3 separate regions of the Mus musculus genome follow, and all the other regions are linked to region 1. Evidence: chromatin contacts called from public promoter capture Hi-C data. All regions are on one chromosome and are shown on one strand. Each heading gives the region's core, a stretch centred on a gene start, on an enhancer-like site or on the middle of the called end of the contact. The rest is flanking DNA. Distances are from core to core; before and after follow the strand shown. Region 1 holds the start of Asah1 (N-acylsphingosine amidohydrolase 1). Region 2 holds the start of Cfap97 (cilia and flagella associated protein 97). Region 3 holds the start of 1700029J07Rik (RIKEN cDNA 1700029J07 gene).

Region 1 (4,326 bases), core at 1,031-3,530:
AAATATTTTGCTTGGGCTAGTGATATAACTATAAGAACCGTTTGCCAGCCAAGCAGTGGTGTTGCACGCCTTTAATCTCAGCACTTGGGAGGCAGAGGCAGGCGGATTTCTGAGTTTGAGGCCAGCCTAGTCTACAGAGTGAGTTCTAGGACAGCCAGGGCTACACAGAGAAACCCTGTCTTGAAAAAAAATCAGAAAAGAAAAAAAAAAAAAAAAGACCTTTTGCCCAGTATGTGTAAGGTCCTGGGTGAGCACTCTAGCACTGGGGGAAAAAAAACAAAAACAAAAACCAAAACCAAACAAACAACCCTCCCAAAAAAAAACCAAAACCAGATAAAGAAACAAACAACAAGATATCTTCATTTAAAAACAAAGTATTAAGAAAGAATAAAAGCAAACAAACACAAAAATAACAGCTCTAAGGACATGAAACTGCTCTGAGTTCATAGCTGCACATTAACACCTTACAGGCCTATAGGACCCCATGGACTTGTGTTCTGCTCTTGGACACAAAGAGGAATTAAGTACCGCAGAGACAAAGTGAGACAAAGCAAGCTTGTATCATGATTGTGTCTACACACTGATAAAGAGTTACACACTGTGTAACTCAGAACAGCATCTCTTGCTAAATCAAAGGATGCTCTGCTTCTACTCTCTACAACAAATCCTGGGTTACACTCAAATTCTCCAAGTATTTTGTTTAGAATTTGTTGTTACTTAACCCACGGTTGAAAAGGTCTATATCAGTCCCTCACATCAAACACTAGACCTAGTTTGCTCAACCATTATGTGTCCTTTGGTAATCTTTGGGCAAAAAGGCACAAGCTATCAAAATACTTAATTCTTCAACAATTCTTACAATCCCAACCAAGTTTGGTAAATCAATTCTTTATCTACACTAGAGCAAACGTTTTGCTCTTCCTTCAATCTTTTGTACATACTATGTGGGTTTTGGTCACTGAAATTACTCTGTATACCATTCTGCATTCTACTTTGTGTTGTGTGGTGTTTTTCAGACAAGGTTTCTCTGTGTCCATTGTTGTCCTAGAACATTCGCCTACCTCTATCTCCCAAGTGCTGGGATTTAAAGGCGTGTGCCACCCTCTGCCCTGATGTGCATTCTACTTTTATCTACTAAGTATCTATTCTAGTGGCTGGCTAATTTTCTCTCTCTCTCTCTCTCTCTCAAATTCAAAAAAGCATTTCTCCTTCTAGGAATAAAATTAAAAGAACTCCTGCTGCTCCCATTTCCAATGTCTTGCCTCTTTTCAAAATTCTTGTCATCTGGCACAGGTAAGGTGCATCCAGGTTCCTAGTTATCAAATCTGGCAACAAAACAGTCTTCAATTCTATAGCCTTTATAGAATCGATCTATGAAATGTCGCTGTCGGGCTTTGACCTAGAGGCTGAACTTAGAAATGTTTCTGGGAACAACGATGTGACCTCTGGCTACATTTTTCACTCCAGGGCTATACTTCCTCTTCTAGTAAATACAAGAATCATGTTAGTTCCTCACAGTCTCTTGCGGATATATAAAGTCTGTGGCATTGTGACTTGGTCGAGCAGCACCACGGTACAGACAGACATTCCATGCCTGGGCGTGAAGGCCACAGCCAGTACAGCCTTCTTAGGGGGGCGGGGTGGGGGTGGGTTCCCATCATCTGGGCTAAGACTGCATGTGACCCATAGCTTCCTGCGATGGTTTCTTCAGGAAAAAGCACTAGGTAACCAGGCAGAAAATACTACGGCCACCAGTCAATCGTTAGCTTTTTCTCTGGAGAGTTCCGCCTACAGTAGCTGGTAATCTCAAATATAAGATTGGAGAATGCGTGAATCCTACACAGTTGTTCTTGAAAGTTAGAACTTCCCTAAAATGTGTACTCGGTCCATACAGCAGCAAAGCCACTTAGCCCGGGGTTCACAAGCCACATTTGCACCCATACTCCGCGGGACCGAACCAGAGTTCCCCCGACGCCTCACGGAAGATACAGACCGCGAGCAGGTGTCCCTCACCCGCCCCGCCACAGCTGCGCCCACCTCCCCCTGAGCCCGCGCCTGCACCCCCATCTGTGCCTCGGCTGGAGCTCACCCACCGGCGGCACATCCTGTGCCTGGGCGCAGGTGACTGCCGCGGCTAGGACCCAGGTGAGAAGACTTTGGCCCCGCATCTTCCCAGCTGCAAGCGCCGCTCCGAGGGACTCTAGCAGCAGCTGCAGCAGGGACCACCTCCACCAGCAGCAGGCCGCACCCCAACGCGTGATCAGCGACCCTGGGCCACACCATGCACGGCAGGGGACACGCCAGAGATAGAGGCGCCGGGCCGAGTCCCTAGAGCGGAGTCCGCGCACAGGGCCGAGAGGGGCTGCGCCCCCAGCACGCCACGCAGTGGTTTCGTCCAGCCTTAGCCGCACCCCGGGGCGGGACTTCCAGTTTTCCTCTGGCCTTCACTCGTTTGGAGCGCGGGGGCCGGGGCAAGACGCTGGTGCTGGAGGATTTCTGAGGGCGGACGCCGACTGACTCGGGAGAGGTTGGCTCCTAGGCGTCGCGGTTCCTGAGCCCACCAAAGGGACAGAGTTTCAGAGCATAGCGTCAGACCTAGTTTGCCTTCTGGGGAAGGCTGGCTCCAAGTGAGTCACTCAATCCATCCATCCTGCCCGAGGGATCACAACCAGAGAGGACAAGTGTCAGGGTCAGAAGTTTCATCTCTCGGGTACTCTAGGTACTTAAGGCACTGCTAAATCCTAGGATTTAGATTTTAGTTTCTTGCTGTTATGTCCGGGGTTGGAGAGGTTGAAGGGGTGGGACCTTCATCGATGTATTTGTCGCCGCGTTACTCAACTCCTGTTTTCCTTTAGCTCGTGAGAAGCCAGTTGGTCCAGCGGACCTAAACCTAGGACAGGTACTTGGTACTTCATAGTCTACTTTGAAAAGCAGATAAAAGTGAAATACTTGCTTGGCTTTTACCTTGGACAAGGCTCTCCATAATAGGATGAGTTATCTAGAATCCAACAGGAAAAAAATGCCTCTAGATTTACATTTTCTGCTTCGACGACAGGCATCTCAAGAAGTTTGGAGGCTTTTAAAAAAATGCTTCTATAAAACTCACTCAGGACCATTAAAATCCTATTTTAATTCTCACCCCCGACTCCTGTGCTGGGGATCCGAGTATTTTTCCTTTTTGGTGTAAAAAACACCTAAATTTGGAGGCAAATGATAAATAAGTTGGCTTTTGTTTGTTTGTTTTTTGTTTGTTTGTTTTTGAGGAAGTTTAGATGTTGATACACAACACAGGATTAAGAAACACTTAGAGGGCCGGGCGGTGGTGGCGCGTGCCTTTAATCTCAGCACTTGGGAGGCAGAGACAGGCGGATTTCTGAGTTCAAGGCCAGCCTGGTCTACAAATTGAGTTCCAGGACAGCCAAGACTATACAGAGAAACCCTGTCTCAAAAAAAAAAAAAAAACAACAACAACAACAACAAAACAAAACAAAAAAAAACAAACAAACAAAAAAAGAAATCTTACTTAGGTAAGCAAGATTGGAAAATACTTACTTTTTGAAGGGGGACACTGAGGACTGTTTTAGACAGCAACCTGAGGCAGAAAGCTGTCTTCAGTCACTGACTCTGGCGTTTCAAACCTGCCTAGACAAGATAGCAAGATTTCATCTCCAAAATAAAACAAAACAGAATATATCAGGTCTCTGATGCAGAGTTTGAGGAAGCAACAAAAAGGCACAAAGTTCTTCCCTTATGAAACTTACTAGATGGGAAATAGCAAACACCAGGCATGTGAGGTTCATCTGTAAAATAGCAAGCAAAAGCTGTAAATGTTGGGGGATGGGGGGAGGTCGGGCAAGGAGTAGAAGAATGTAGAAGCTAGGAAGGGGATTGGAATTTTTAACATGCAGGCAGGGAAGACATGATTGAAAAGAGGAGGTCTGAACAGTAAGTGGTAGAATTAGTCTGATGGATGCGCAGGAGGATGCGCATCCTGGAGGGAGACAGGGGCTCTGTAGTGCAAAGGTAGACTAGGGAGACTGTGACTGAACAAAAGCTTTGCACCATAAAGTGATACATGTTTCAAGTTATGCTTATTCTGGTGGAAAGATTACACTTTGCAGATTACACATCAAAGCACTAGGCTGTCCTGCATAACTATACATTTCATGCTTTATGTATACGTTAACACATCTTTAGCAAGTGAAATGCTACGACTCGGTTTTTTAAATTATAGTACTAAGTTTAGCTACTTTAAGACTTTCATGCTCATTTCTTCATGCTAACCAAAAACTGAGAAAATAATGTATATCCTTTTAAATGCTTTCA
Region 2 (4,326 bases), core at 674-3,173, 4.8 Mb after region 1:
CTCCTTCCCAAACAGTTCCACCAACTGAGGACCAAGTATTCAAATACATGCATATAGAGGTTATTTTCGTTCAAATCATTTTTAGTGAAGTCCCTGTGTTTTCTTGTGTTGTTGGCTATTTGTATCTTCTTTGGAGAAATGTCTACTCAAACACTTTATATCTACCCTGACAGAATATTTTTTCATTAGTTAAAAATTAAGTGAAATACTGTCTTTGAGCCAACAAAATGAAGAAAAAAAGTTTCTCTTTGTTAATAATCAGGACCCCAAAAATATAAAATATATTGTTCAAAATAAGAGTCCTTTCTTGAGTCTGATGGCTGTGGTTGTGATCACACACACACACACACACACACACACACGATTAGACACCTAGACACTTAGTGAAGCTCACCTCTGGGTGTGTCTGGAGGGCATTTCCAGAGACATCATGTGGGCTCTGATCTCATCAATGAAGTGACCCTTGATGGATTCATAATATGCTGGCATTATTAGCAGGTGGTGATAGGGAGGAGGTGGCGCCTAGGTGGAAGAAGGTCACTAGAGGTATCTCTAGCATTATACCTTGCCCTGGCCTCTTCCTGTAGGCCAGATTCTCCAGTCTTATAATTCCACAAACTGCTGCTCTGTAGTGCCATGAAGGACTGAACCCTCTCAAAATGTGAGTCAACACATCTTTCCTCACTGTGTTAGCTATTCTGTCATGGCTCTGACAAACAATACACTCGTAGTCCCTAGGATATAATGTTAAGTTTGTGCTTGCTTCCTTAGTACCTTTATTTAAGTGCTGAGAACTTATTATGGCTGTAACAAATTACTACAAAGTTAGATGTATAAAACAACTCATTGATTTGGATTAGGGAGCTGTGGAGGTCAGAAATCTAAAATCCAGGCATATTTGAGTTCTTTCGGGGTAGAAGCCACTTCTCCCCTCTTTTCAGTCTTCCAGAGATGCATGCATTCTTTGGCTCATTGACTCTTCCACACATCACTCAACTATTTTGTGTCCCAGCTCCTACAACTAACTGGCTTGGAAGCTTTTGCCTCTCCCTTTTATAGGGATTTATAGTGGCTGATTACACAATGAGCTCCTGGATAATGTAAATTTAATTGCATCAGCTAAATTCTTGTGCCAGATAAAGTAACATATTCGTGTACTCTGGTGATTAGAGGATAGAGATCAGGAGTGTACTGCCATTCCTGACCCTTAGATGTGTCAACAAGAAATTAAGGCACTCAACCGTCTATAGAGATCATTTTTTATATTGCTTAAAGTGGACCTTCACCATCAGAAGGGCCATCCTTTATGGGTTACCTGCCCCGGTGCATATTAACTATGCTTGAATTTGAAATTTTTTCCTCCTTTGACACGGGCCTCACGATATAGCCCTGGCTGGCCTGGAAGTCACTATGTAGAACACAGGGATTCCTCTCCCTCTACTCCCAAGTGCTGAGACCAATGGCATCCGCCACCAGGACTGGTTCGTGTAAACAGCGTTTTGCTGAAATAAAATCGAACAAAACACACAGTCGTCCTCCATTTTTATTATTGTCATCTTGTTACAGAATTACAAGATTACAGCGTCTTTTTAGGAAACCATCCCGGACGTCTAGACCTACCGCAGCGTCGTGGGTAGGCGAGCAGGTGATGCCCTGGACAACAGGGAGGCCTTGGTGGCCTCCTTTCCATGAGCCTCCGAGACCTCGCGAGGTCCTGCCGAGAAGCTGTCGCCCCTGCAGCGCCGGCCTGATCACTTTGACCGGGTCTCCCGGAACTACGGACGACAGGAGCGCAGCCCTCACCCTCGCCGGCAGAGACTCGGCTCCGCGCTCGCCCCGCCTTTCCCCTTCCGCTGAGTCCAACCCCCGGAGCTTCCGCCCGCGCTCAGGCGTGCGCCGGTCTCCGTTAGCTTCTACCGCGGGGGAGGGAGAACGGTGGAGGTGTGGCTGCGCGTGCGCAGAGCGAGCGAGAACCCGAACGCTCCGCGGGGCGCAAGAGTCCGTGGCGGCCACAGTTCGCAGGTGAGCGGCGCTCGGGCTTCCGCATCCGGTCGGTCTCCAGCGGGCGAGACGGCCCTCCCCTGCGTTCGGGGTCCGTTTCCCCGGTTCAGTGCCCGACGGAGGCGAGCACCCGGGGTGGGTACCGCCGAGCCTCCACGGTGGGGGGGACACAGGCTGTCCTCAGCCCTAGGCGCCGCCACCTCGGCCTCGCTAGCCCGCAGGGCGAGCGACGTGGTAACCGCTATTAAAAAAAAAAAAAAAAAAAAAAAAACGATAGCCCGGCCCGCAGGACGCGAGAGGAGGCGTGGAGTCGGGGTCCGAGCCCACGGCTGCCCCTCTCCGGGCGCTTGAACCCGAACCCACAGCTCTGAGGCACTGAGTGTGAAGAGGCAACCGACTGGGGTCCTGGAAGAAGCCCCAGACTCCTGAAAACCAGGTGTTCAGTTTGAGCCAAGATTTTTGTATGCTTAATTTGGTGCCCTATTGTGTCCATATCGACAGATAAGGACTTATCTCAAATGTACAAAATGCCGTTTTTAATGACAGGTTATTCGAGTATTCTTTCTGGTGTATTGGGAAAGCGCTGTTATTTCTACTGCTAGTTCTGCATAAGCTAAAACATCACTCTCCAAGTAACTTCCAGGTAGCTTTGACAGCAACCTGGCTCGATCCACCAGAGGGTTGTTAGAGTCTCATGAACCATCCTTTGATTTTTATCCTTCTCCCGTGTGTTGTAAGATAATCTTAACGATCCTATAAAGCTACAATTTTTCTTGCCTATTCCCGAATGTAAGTTGAATTAGAAGCAACCTTGATGTAAATTTTGGCAAAAGAATCGTTAATGAGGGAGATCGTCCGCTAAGTTTTCCTGGAACTTAAGTTTGTGTGTGTACAGCCACTCTTGCCCAATAGAAATTCTGACTATAAACACCAGAAATTTGACATACACTAGGCAGTGGGCCACCTCTCCAGCGGAGAGAGGGACATTATCAAAATACGCTGGAAACATGATGGTTTTATTCTGTTTACATAGGAGGCAGAGTAAGAACCTGGGCTGAGCCTTAAATCTCCAGACCTCTTTGTGGGATAAACCCAACTGTTGTAGGTCTTTTTCTAGACACTGGATGTATAAAGGTGAACAAGAAAGACCTCTGGAGCGCCCAGTCTGGTAAGAGTGGCTATACCTCCACCTCCTCCTCGCCCCATCCTCTCCTCTCTCCATCTTTCTCCAGAGCTCAGGTGATCCTCTTAATTTGGCTTCACTAGTAGTTGATTTATAAGCACACGCTATAAGGGGTCCAACGCTAGCCAGTCTCGTGAGGAGACTCCCGTAGGCAAAGTTTTAGACAAATCTCTTCCCGTTCTGCTCTTGGACCCCTAGAAACTAATTAGACGAGACAGCATCAGTGTGGAAGACCACAGTACAATTTCCTGTGTCCTTCATCCGGTGCCATTCACCGTCTCTTTTGAGAAATGGCCTTGTTTGGCCTAGAACTCACCAAGTAGAAGACTGGCTGGCCAGCAAGTCCTTAAGGATCCACCACCTCAGCACCATGTTTACAAACACACGCCAGCGCCCTCTCCTCCCCCCAACTGGAGCACTGGAACTATTTAAGCTTTTCTATCTCACCCAACCTACTTCTGAATAAACCTAAGCATACACTTCAGTAAGATGTCACATGTCTGTTAGTCAAGATGTACTACTGTTTCTGAGCAAACCATTAATAACTTCTGTTACGATGATGACTGCTTTTTTCTTTAATAAACTTATTGGGGGACACACTCATTAGTACTTGTGGAGGTTGGGAGGACCAGGGCTTAGTTCTCCTGTTCCATCCTGTAAGTCCCAGGAACCAAACTCAGGCTGGCAGGCTTGGTAGCAAGCACCATTACTGACCCAGTGATCTCAGTGGTCCTAAACTGACTTTTCGGTTATGGCTACGATTCTGCAAACTATCTCATCATTTAGTGATTTTTTTTTTTGTCTAGTATGAAATTCTTCAATTTCAAGAGATTTACGTTAGAGCTCGTACAATGTATTTTTAGGTTGATTTAGTGCTGGGTCTATCCATTTGGGAAGTACTTATCCTAGATGAGATAATATTGCCCTTAACACTTGAAACTCCAGGACTACTCAATTTAAATTTCCATCCATTTCTCTTATATTACCATTTAGTAACAATTTGGAATTTCCATAGATCAGTGACATTTCAAACTCATTGATGAGACCCCCCCCAGTAAGAAACAAGTTTTATATCAAGTACTACTATATGGAATATATATAAAGATAGAAATAAATTTCATGAAACATTACTTCAAATGTGG
Region 3 (4,326 bases), core at 573-3,072, 4.6 Mb after region 1:
ATATGTATGTAATCAAAATCTTTGTATTGGAAATATATGCTATTCAAGTATTTTAAAATACCAAAGATACTCACGATTAAATGGTGACACATATTTGTCGCCCACAGTGATGTATTCCATCTCACTGAAGAGGCCAATCCTCTCCATATCTGTTTTCCCACCTTCTATCGGCATGATTGCTCCTTGGGGTGGTAACTTCACAAAGGTTCTTAGATCTTCTTTTGCAGCAAAATCCTACTTTACACTGAAAACTACAGGAAATTAATTTTAAAGAAAAGAATGATTATTAAATATCAAACTATTTATTTGCCATTATTTTAAGTCTCTGGATTGGTTGGTTGGTTGACTTCTTTTACGTACCCGCACAAGCCCCATCAGATAGGCTTGTGCATAGCTTTTGTGAGACCAAACTAGGAACAATATACTTTGCAGGTTAAAGTTTTTGTTTCCAGTTAAGACAGTTAAGACTAAGCTCCTGTTCATCCTGTACAGGCTACGGTTTCTATTTGTAGTTAAAGAATACGTTCCTGTTTGTCCTGCGTTAAGTGCTTCCAAGTTGAGATTTCTCCTTGTAATTAAGGACTGATCCCTGTTTCTTAGATAGGATGTAAACTGCAAAATGTCTTTCAACCAACACTAAACTTGCTACCCGATTCACATGATGTAGGAACATGACCTTGTTCCTTCCCTTTCACATTGTTCTTTGGTTTTGTTTTTACAATGTATAACAGCCAACTCTCTCAGTCCGGTGAACGATCTCTCTCTCTCTCTCTCTCTCTCTCTCTCTCTCTCTCTCTCTCTCTCTCTCTCTCTCTCGTGTAAAAAGGACCTAATGAGGCTGCCGCAAGGGGTGCTCTCAGAGTGAGACAGCCAGCAGGCTAGTACGGGCACACCCCAACACACAGCTTGCTTTAATTGGACAGTCATGGAGTTGGTCTCTTCTCCTGGAGATTCTCCGCTTTAACACCTTCCCAAGCTTCATTAACAGTCATCTTATATCCGTGGTTTGGCACCCTTTATTTTCCCCAGTGAACTGACAGCTAGGAACCATGAACTGAGTTTCAATCTCCTTCACCACATTCTTGAGGCAACGCTGCCCAGACTGGAATGGAACTCCTGGAATCAGGGAACCTCTGCCCTAACCTCCGGAGCGGCTTGAACGACAAAACCCCTTTAGTTTTTTACCATTGTCGCCCCAGCGCTTGCGGCCAATGCCTTCAACTTTGTCCCTACAATAAACTCTTTAAGTAAAACTTACAAAGTATTCATTCACACATTTACGCAATGTTTTTTGCAACCCTCTCCTTCTGGTCAGGTAGAAGTAGGAAAACAGACTTTAAAAGGCATAAATTTTGGTTTATAATCACGTAGACACGAAAATCGTGGGATTCTACCCAAGTAGAATATGGCAAGTTCCCTTCAAAAAGTTTGGCTAAGAAGGTTCCTCTGTTACAGCCCTGTCCACTGCATCCTTGCAATTTACTCAATAAATTCTTTTCTACGCCAGGAAAAAAAAAAAAAAAGTTTGGCTAAAAGGGAGAAACTGCAGAAAATAAATGGACTGATTGTCTAAGTTATTCCCTCTAAGGAAAGGTAGCTTGAAGTAGGCAGGTAGCTAAGGAAAACCCATGTCTGCGAGGCCGAGTCACCTCTCCAAAAGACACCTAATCCCACAACCAGAATCAGATGGACCCTGCTCCGGTCGGGGATCACTCCACAGCAGAGCCCGAAGAGCTCGAGGCCACGCGCTTGGCCGGGGCTCCAGCCTAGAGCGCAGCAGCAGAGGCGCGCGCCGCACAGTTCCGCAAGCTGCCGCTGGCGCATGTTAGGCCGCGTTGCCGTGGGAACGGGAGAACCCTTTCCCAACGTGCTACTGTAGGCCCTCGGAACGTTCGAACCCGCACGGCGCGTCCACGAAAACGGAAGAAAGGCCATAGAATACGTAAGTCTCAGCCAATAAAATCTCTCGAAACTAAGCCTTCTGTTTCCCCGCCATCGGCGAATAGTTTCCCTGTGGTACGCTCCGTGATGGTTGACGCGAAGCATTCTGGGAGTTGTAGTCACCTGTCGGAGCCCCGCAGTCGGCGGGCGTGACGTCACTTCCGGGACGACCCTTGCTTGCACGAAGTAGGTGTTCTTGCCATCGCCAGTGGTGCTTGGTAAGTGATTCTGGTTGTCAGTGACCTCCCCGTATTTACCCCTAGGACTTCGTCAACCGTTAGGAGAATGGCTCCAGGCCCCTAAAAGGAGCTGCTCCTGAGAGGCCAAAAGTCGCGGTACAAACTATCCTCACTTGGATCTCTTGGGTGATCTGGTCACCAGCAGCACCGGGTCATGCGACTCTCCGGGTCAGTCAGTGCATCTTGACAGTAAGGCACTATTTGTCGTATTTAGAAGCTAGCTAAAAGAACTTTTGGTTTTGAAAAGATAGACCTAACTTCCTTAAAATAGTCTTCTCCCTTCGCTTACGTGGCACAGAACTCTCCAGCTTCCCCCTTCTCCTAGCTCAGCTAAGTCCTGCCATCTGTACCGCAGATGATAATCTTCAGCTTACACCCTGAGCTTTCTCTCCGAACCCAATTCATAAGTCTAGTCAACTGCTTCCACTTAAATAAATCATTCAAACTCAGCAGTTACAGAGCCGGCTCATCATTTCCTGTTCTCCCCGCACTCTTCCTTCAGAATTCCCATTCGATAACCCAGCTCACCCCTCCTTGTGCCCACCAAACCCTTGACAAACTTGCCTCATCTCAAGAACAAAGTCAATAATCAAGTCTGGGTTCTACTTCTGGCTGGCTGTATTAAAACCTTCTTTACCGTCCTTGAGCTTTGTCCTTGCTGTCCGTCCATGGGTCATAGTCTAAGTGATCTTTTGCTTTGGTTTTAGGACAGAGCCTCACAAAACCCAGGCTGTCCTTGAACTGGCTACACAGTCAGGAATGACTTTGAAATCCAGACCTTCCTGCCTCTACCTCCCAAGTGTTGGGCTTACAATCGTATACATCAGCCTTCCTACATGTTGTTTCAATTAAGCGAACCTTCACCAATTGGCCACTGTGCTTAGAATGGGCTTACACACATAAGAATACCTCTTTACCTTGGAAAATTTAAGGCTTCTTTTATGGGCTACTTACCTGCCCTTCGAATTTCAGCTTAAATATTACATCTTCATAGAGTATCTTGCTTTAAAAGCCTAAAGAGACCCTGGCGCTTTCACATATGATTGCTTAAAGAATTGTCATAACAACCCTGGTTGAAGTACCATATCTTTTCCCCATTTTTTACAGAAAAGAATAGGCGTGACTGATTATGTTAAGCAGAAATCTTATTGTATAAGTACCCGAGTTAAACCTTACTCTTGCTTGTCTTTTCTTTTTTCTTTCTTTTCTTTCTTTCTTTTTTCTTTTTCTTTCTTTCTTTCTTTCTTTCTTTTTTTTTTTCAAGACAGGGTTTTTTGCTTGTCTTTTCAATCTTCAGTTTATGTAAGTATTTTTCTTACTCAAATGGTAATGTTGTTCTAAATTTATCAAACTTCTCACTGGTAGTTCTCACAGTATTTTCCAGTTTTGAGGGGTTTAGTTTTTTATGATAAACAACAGAATGAATGGACAGCATTATTAAACTTTTTGTTGTTCGCTTAGAATGAAGTTAATGGAGTGAAATTGGGACATGGTGTAGTCTTTGAACAGGTTACATAAAAGCTGTCACTCTTGCAGAGATGTGACAAGAAATTTACAAAATAAAAAACTGCACCGGCACCTACTTCATAATGTTCTGACAATCAAAGGTAATATATGCCCAAGGTTCAGTCATTTGAAGCCTTAGGAGTCAGTTCTAGCTCACTTGTTCCAGAATAGGGTTTGTCTGAGGGATTCATTGCTGTGAACAGGCACCATGACCGAGGCAACTCTTATAAGGACAACATTTCATTGAGGCTGGCTTACAGGTTCAGAGGTTCAGTCCATTATCAAGGCGGAAACATGGCAGCATCCAGACAGGCATGGTGCAGGAGTCGCTGAGAGTTCTACATCCATCTGAAGGCTGCTAGAAGACTGGCTCCCAGGCAGCTAGGACAAGGGTCTTAAAGCCCACACCCACAGTGACACACCTACTCCAGCAGGGCCACACTTTCTAATAGTGCCACTCCCTGGGCTAAGCATATACAAACCGCCACAGGGTTCTTCTGTTAGTGTCTTTTGGGTTGCTGTAATAAGACACCGTGCACATGACCAAGAGTTTAGTTGGCCTTATGGTTCTGGAGTTAGTGCCTATGGTTCTATCATTAGTGCCTATGGTGACGAAGCAAAGCCATGACTTGGTGAAGCC

The links. Promoter capture Hi-C pulls out the DNA fragments that hold promoters and counts their contacts.
Region 2: a contact with region 1 is called in a promoter capture Hi-C map of liver, with 2.7 times the contacts expected there. The contact joins the promoter of Cfap97 here to the promoter of Asah1 in region 1. A contact is called at or near these places in 3 of 39 promoter capture datasets (cranial neural crest, liver and pre-B cells).
Region 3: a contact with region 1 is called in a promoter capture Hi-C map of pre-B cells. The contact joins the promoter of 1700029J07Rik here to the promoter of Asah1 in region 1. A contact is called at or near these places in 3 of 39 promoter capture datasets (cranial neural crest, liver and pre-B cells).

Annotation. Positions count from the first base shown.
Region 1 is chr8:41,372,417-41,376,742 of GRCm38.p6, forward strand. It overlaps Asah1 (N-acylsphingosine amidohydrolase 1), which reads right to left and starts at 2,281. Exons shown (of 14, transcript NM_019734.3): 1 at 2,094-2,281. The coding sequence starts at 2,168.
Region 2 is chr8:46,161,728-46,166,053 of GRCm38.p6, forward strand. Cfap97 (cilia and flagella associated protein 97) reads left to right here and starts at 1,924. Exons shown (of 5, transcript NM_025747.4): 1 at 1,924-2,022.
Region 3 is chr8:45,973,430-45,977,755 of GRCm38.p6, forward strand. It overlaps 1700029J07Rik (RIKEN cDNA 1700029J07 gene), which reads right to left and starts at 1,823. Exons shown (of 7, transcript NM_001033148.3): 1 at 75-1,823. The coding sequence starts at 174. It overlaps Ufsp2 (UFM1-specific peptidase 2), which reads left to right and starts at 2,099. Exons shown (of 12, transcript NM_138668.2): 1 at 2,099-2,159.